2 separate regions of the Sus scrofa genome follow, and region 2 is linked to region 1. A link is a contact called in public Hi-C data. All regions are on one chromosome and are shown on one strand. The core of a region is the stretch at or near the end of the contact, and the rest is flanking DNA. Distances in the headings are between cores, read along the strand shown.

Region 1 (3,079 bases), core at 220-2,719:
GGGGTGGCCTTGAAGCCCCCTCCAGTTTGGGCAGCTCTGTCAGCTGACCAAGTCTTAGGACTCACTGCCAACTTGAACTGAAGCATAGATGGATCAGCCCTTGGTTCTTCCTTCAGGGAATTGCTTTCAAAGTGACAGAGCTAACCTTTCTCTCTGCTTTGACTAAAAGGATAGGAATACATCTTTAGAATGGAGATCTTAAAGTTAACATCATTAATCTGTAATACAATGCTACTTTTGTTGATTATGTAAGTATTCTTTCCTTCTTTTTTTGGTCTTTTTAGGGCTGCATCTACTGCATATGGAGGTTCCCAGGCTAGGGGTTCAATCAGAGCTGTAGCCACTGGCCTACACCACAGCCACAGCAATGCCAGATCCCAGCTGTGTCTGCCACCTACACCACAGCTTATGGCAACACCGCATCCTGAACCCACTGAGCAAGGCCAGGGATCAAACCCACAATCTCATAGTTCCTAGTCGGATTCGTTTCCGCTGCGCCATGACGGGAACTCCAGATTACGTAAATGTTCTCTCATTTTAAGAAACAACACTGTGGTTAATAACTGATTGCAAGGATCAGAGGGAAGAAAAAAGTGACTAATTGGAATTGTTTAGTGCTATTATCATATGGTTTTTTTGCTTTTTGTTTTTTTTGTCTTTTTAGGGCTGCACCCAAGGCATATGGAGGTTCCCAGGCTAGGGGTCAAATTGGAGCTGCAGCTGCTGGCTTGCACTGCCCCTTGCAGCAATGCCAGATCCTTAATGTGCTGAGCCACAATGGGAACTCCATGTTATATGTATTTTATTTAACCTGGCAGATTTTTTTCCCTCTGAGAATGGATCGGTGGTTCACACTGACTTTTATAGAAAGTTATATTTATGATTGGAATTGTGGACCGAAGGGGGTACCCTTAAGGGAAGAGGTGTTTCTTGGTTGAATTAGAATAAAGCGATGGACAAATTATCAATGCCTTTAAGCTACACCAAATGTTTTCTCTGTCCAAAGTAACATGTATGTTTTTGTTCATAAACATTCACTCTTCTGGTGGATTTGTGGAAGACTAACAGAAATACGGATTTTAACACCGCAATTTGTCCGCTTGTTCATCCAGCTCTGTAGAGGCCAGCAATGTCTGCCTATGTGTCTTCCTTCTTCTTAAAAACTAATGCCTAGCACAAGGGGCCAGGGTGGGCATGGCGTTCCAGATTCAGGTCTGTCTTAGGGAAGCACATATGGGCTGTCTGGCGTTCTGTTTCCTCCACTCCTAGATGATTAGCCACATTAAATCTAGGGACAGGAGAAACCTGGCAATACTGGATGGTGAGTCAAGTCCTTGAACAGCTTTAAAAGATATCTTAAAAAACAAAAAGCACGTCAGTTTTTCAGTGCAGCATTCACAGTAAACCAAGGGGCTGATAAAGAGCTGAGGTTGCGTCTTCTGGCAGTGGGGTCTGACGTGGGATCCGGGGACAGCAGCATGAGGACAAGGGCAGACAGGACTCTTTATGCTCCACCTGTCAGCTGTTTGCAACAGCAAGTTTACGTAGCTGGATGGAACTCCTCTTCTCGGGTGGATCTAGTTTGTAAGAGGAAGAGGGACATTTTAGGCATATTTCAGAACTGATTTGCAGAGGAGGTCACAGAGAGCTTCTTAGGGGTGCGGGTAAATCAGGCAGTCTCATCTGTTATTAATTAATGAAATGAAACTGGGGGCACTAGAGTCCACCGATGAATGAAAGGTCAGCGAATGGAAAAAACTGTCAATAAAGGAGGGTGTCGGCAGAGTGGAACATTGTCCGAGAGAAAGATCAGGGAAAATGTGCTCTTTGGCCGAGGGGGTGTCTTTTGGAAGTGACAAGGAGTGTGGGTTTGGGACATTTCAAGCCAGACGGAGCACTAAATGGATCCTCTGATTTCAACGAAATCTGTTAAATACTTTCAGGCTGTTTGGGTTTGTGCTAGAGATTAATTGAAAAAAAAATTGGTTAAAAAAAAAAGAGGTTTCTGTTTGTTTTATAATGTGTTTTACAACGTGTTATTGCTGTTTTGTTTGCTTTGGGGGGTTGTTTTGAGGCTGAATAGTGGGTTGCTTTCTCTTAGGGTTTTTACTTTTTTTTTTTTTTTTTCCCCTCTGTCTTAGAATGTTCTAGAGCCGTGCTTACATTTTACTCTTTAGGACCACCAAAGTTGGACTTTGAACAGCCCAGGCTAGCAGGCTTTCAGTTTCCGGTTGTTAGAGAGTCTCGTCCCTCTGAGCATAGTTCAGTGGGGGATAGGCTGAAAGTCCTCGAGAGGCAGCGTCAGCCTCACCACTGATTTGCAAACTCAGGGATCATGAAGGGCCCGGGACCGTGTTCCTCTCTCCAGTAGTTCATCCATCAGCTTCGTTTCTGGTCTCATGTGAAATGCACTTACAGAGCTCTGCTATCTCTGGTCAGGCCAGCTCTCTTTGCTTTTTCTCTCCTTCATTGAAGCTTTGGCACCATGTGGCTTTGAGAAAGAAAGACTCTTCTGTCCGTTTGGGAGAGGCCCATGGCCATTCTGAGCCTGGTAAAATAAGGCTGAACTGAGGGCAGGACCCTAGAGGTGTCAGCAGGGATGTCCCCACATCCTAGAGAGCGTTGCAATTAATTCTGTGGTATGTAGAGACATGGTTTTAGCACAGCGATTGAGATTGCTGGGCTCCCGTCTCAGCTCTGCCAATTGCCACCCTGTGTCTTTCTGAACCTCTCTTTCCTCATCTGTAAAATGGGCGTAATCAAGGCACCACCTCTTCGGGCCGTTGTAAAGACTGAATGAATACTCTTACAGTGCTTAGAGCGATGCTTGTCCCATAGGAAATGTTCAGTATCTCTGTGATTACTTACATTATTTATATAAATGATGACCTACAAGTTCAAAATGGAGTTCAAGTTTGAGTTTCCTCGGATTATCTAGTTTCTCTGTTCTCTGAGAACATTTCCTGGACTCTCTATTTTATTGGATTTAAATGAAAGACCACCCGATGGACTGTTTTGGAGCCAGAATAGGAAAAAATATGAAGACAGTTCTTCAGAGAAATACCAGAACCACCAAAGG
Region 2 (3,079 bases), core at 411-2,910, 110 kb after region 1:
TTGTCTCAGCAACCTGTGCTCTGTCCCCATGTTGGAACAAGCAAGAGTCAGTGAGAGTTACCAAAGCCAAAGGAGGGATAAAACAAAGCCAAAATAAAGAGGCACTAGAACTGTTATCTTCTTGCCAGAATTGACTGCAAGTTGGAGGAGTGTTGGCTTCAACTTGCTAAAAGAATGGCTTAGTTGTCTAACCAAAGGGAGTTATGCTCATTTATCTGCGAACATTTATTTCATTTCCATCTCACACTTTTAATGTGTGGGGCTGCCTTGATATTGTGTTTCCATCTCTTCCAGTATATTGGCAGGAAATGGAAAGAACAGCAGAAAGATAAAGCCCATCTGGCCATAATGTTAATGTTAGCTTTCCTCTGGTCCCCTGACCAGACTTCCAAATGACTCTTACCTTTTCTTATATGTGCCCCTTATGAGTCTGGTTTCCTTCCCATAATTACTCATGCCTTGTCCTACTTTTCCTTATTGCATTACTATGGAACATTGCCTGTTACAGTGGTTTTACTAATATGCTTATCTACTACTGCTCAGTAACCACATCCAAAGAAAACAGTGGATGTCATGATGACATTTATTTTATCTTTAGTTACAGATATATTTATTTTGCTTTTGAATATTAACTATCCCTGGCTAGCAGTTCCTCTTTGCTCATTTCTTGCACTCTAAATTAGCAGTATCCAGGACACTACTAGTTTATTTAGGTTTAGGGCAGGTTTTTTGATTTTCGTTTTTGGTTTGCTTTTTTTTAGGGCCAAATCCACGGCATATGGAAGTTCCTAGGCTAGGGGTCAAATCGGAGCTGTAGCTGATGGCCTACACCATAGCCACAGCAACGCTAGATCCCCGAGCTGCGTCTGCAACCTACAACTCAGCTCACGGCAGCACGGATTCTTAATCCACTGAGGGAGGCCAGGGATCGAACCCGCATCCTCATGAATACTTGTCGGGTTTGCTACCGCTAAGCCACGATGGAACTCTCTAGGGCAGGTTTTAAAAAAAGTTTTTCCTCTCCCCTCAATGTTGCAATTTTCTCTCTGATGACTGCCACTCTGTTTGGAAGTGTGGTCCACAATGTCATCTAAAGCCTTAGGAAAAAACCAACTCGACATTTTATATAAGTACTGTAGCAATAAAAACACGTACACAGAGTTATACATAGGATACCATAATAAATATTGCATCCATGACATCTGATAAAACATGATACTAATAAAAAGATACCAAAATAAGTCTTAATACCTATTATAGTACTGAACTTCACCTTTTGCTAATTATATATAAGGTGGCAATCTCCTTACCCCCCAAAACACAAAACAGAAATTAGAAAGTAAAAAATATTCTTAACAGATGGCAAGAGTTCTGTGTCTGCTGACTCTAATAGGGCCTGAGCTCTTCTCTCGCTCTCTGATCTCAGTCCTGTCCTGTTAAGCGTTTTTCAGTGACGTGAATGAGGTCACTCAAAGTATGTTAATCATGGGGGTCCAAAAATAGCCTGAAGAAGTTAGAAACACTGGCTACAGCTGACATGAACTCTAAAGATGTGCAATGAAGGTCCAAAAAGCTATCTGCAGAAATACAAAATAAGGGAGGTGTGGCTTAACATCAGCGTAAGTAAAGAGGACTTTAGGATTTTTGATGATGCAATATGACTCAACTGCATGTGGCTGCCCAGACAGCTACCTCAAACTTGGGCTGTCTTAAAAGAAATACAGCATGCAGAGCAAGACAGAAGATCCAGTCCACACCTGGAATACTCTTCAGTACTAGGGGTCATGCTCTAAAAAGGGTCAAAACAGAGTATGTTTAGGTTTCAGGTCAGAGGGCTGGGTGAGACAAAATCATGTTATACGGGAACTGAAACTGTCTAAAGAAGAGTCTGTTCCACAATTTTTAAAGGTGCGGATATGACTTTTACGATCAGATTAAAAGACATTTCCATTTTGGATTAAAAAATACGTAAATAAGGCCCAGTGTTAAAGAGGATATTACGAAACTAACACATTCAGACACTGCTAGTTTTACTATGAACTGGTTTATTAAATCTTTCGGAAAACAATCCTGCCATGTGCTGTGACAGCTGTTAAACTGTTGTTACAGTGGCTTTATAGTCAAACTATGGTAGATTTGTAAGATGGAATAGTGATCAGCAACAAAAAGGAACCATATACTGATATAACCATAGGGATGAATCTCAAACGCATTACGCTAAGTGAAAGAAGCCAGACGCAAAAGGCTATAACTTAAATGATTCCATTTAAACAACATTCTGGAAAAGGCAAAACTTCAGGGATGGATCACAATAGTCAGAAGCTGAGGTGAAGGGTGAAACTGACTACAGAGTGACATAGGAGGAGCTGGGGGAAATGACAAAACTATTTTATTTCATGATGTTAGACTGGTTTCACAACTGTACAGATACATCGACACTCAGAGAACTATACTTTAAAATGGGTATATCTTACTGAATTTAAATTATTTTTTTTTAATAAGGGGAAAAAAGAGAAAATCTTGAAGGCAGCCAGAAAAAAAGAAATACATTACACACAGAGGAACAAAGAAATAAAGTTAACAATGAAGACTTTTTCTGATCAACAAAAACAAAGAATTCATTTCCGAAAGATCCATACCACAAGAAATGCAAAAGGAAGTTCTTCAGGCAAAAGGAACATGATATCAAACAGAATCCTGGATCAATATAAAGAAATGAAGATCTCCAGAAATGGTTGAAATGAAGGCAACTATGAAATACCTTTTTTCATATTTTTAATAGCTCTAAATAATGATTGTCTAAAGCAGGGGGTCAATAAAGTATGGCACAAGGGCCAAATCGCACCCACTTCCTGTTTTTGTAAGTAAAGTTATATTGGAACACAGTAACACCCATTCTTTTATGTATTGTCTATGGCTGCTTATGACAGAGTTGAGTAGTTGAGACAAAGACCAGATGGCCTAAAATACTTACTATCAGGCCCTTTACAGAAAAAATTTACCGCCCCCTGGTCTAAAACAAAAATAGCAATGTATTGTGGGTTTATAGCTTATGTAAAAGAAAAATGTATAACAACAA

The links. A called contact is a pair of places that touch in the nucleus more often than the background predicts.
Region 2: a contact with region 1 is called in a Hi-C map of liver, with 3 times the contacts expected there. A contact is called at or near these places in 1 of 5 promoter capture datasets (liver), 14 of 47 Hi-C or Micro-C datasets (alveolar macrophages, embryonic fibroblasts, fetal heart ventricle and 8 more) and 1 of 2 datasets of targeted methods (alveolar macrophages).

What each region holds. Positions count from the first base shown.
Region 1 is chr5:59,928,897-59,931,975 of Sscrofa11.1, forward strand. All of the region lies in intron 3 of DUSP16 (dual specificity protein phosphatase 16), which reads left to right. Among named protein-coding and RNA genes, the nearest start is that of DUSP16, 61 kb to the left of the region's middle.
Region 2 is chr5:60,042,766-60,045,844 of Sscrofa11.1, forward strand. The region is part of intron 2 of BORCS5 (a long non-coding RNA gene); the gene reads right to left. Among named protein-coding and RNA genes, the nearest start is that of BORCS5, 29 kb to the right of the region's middle.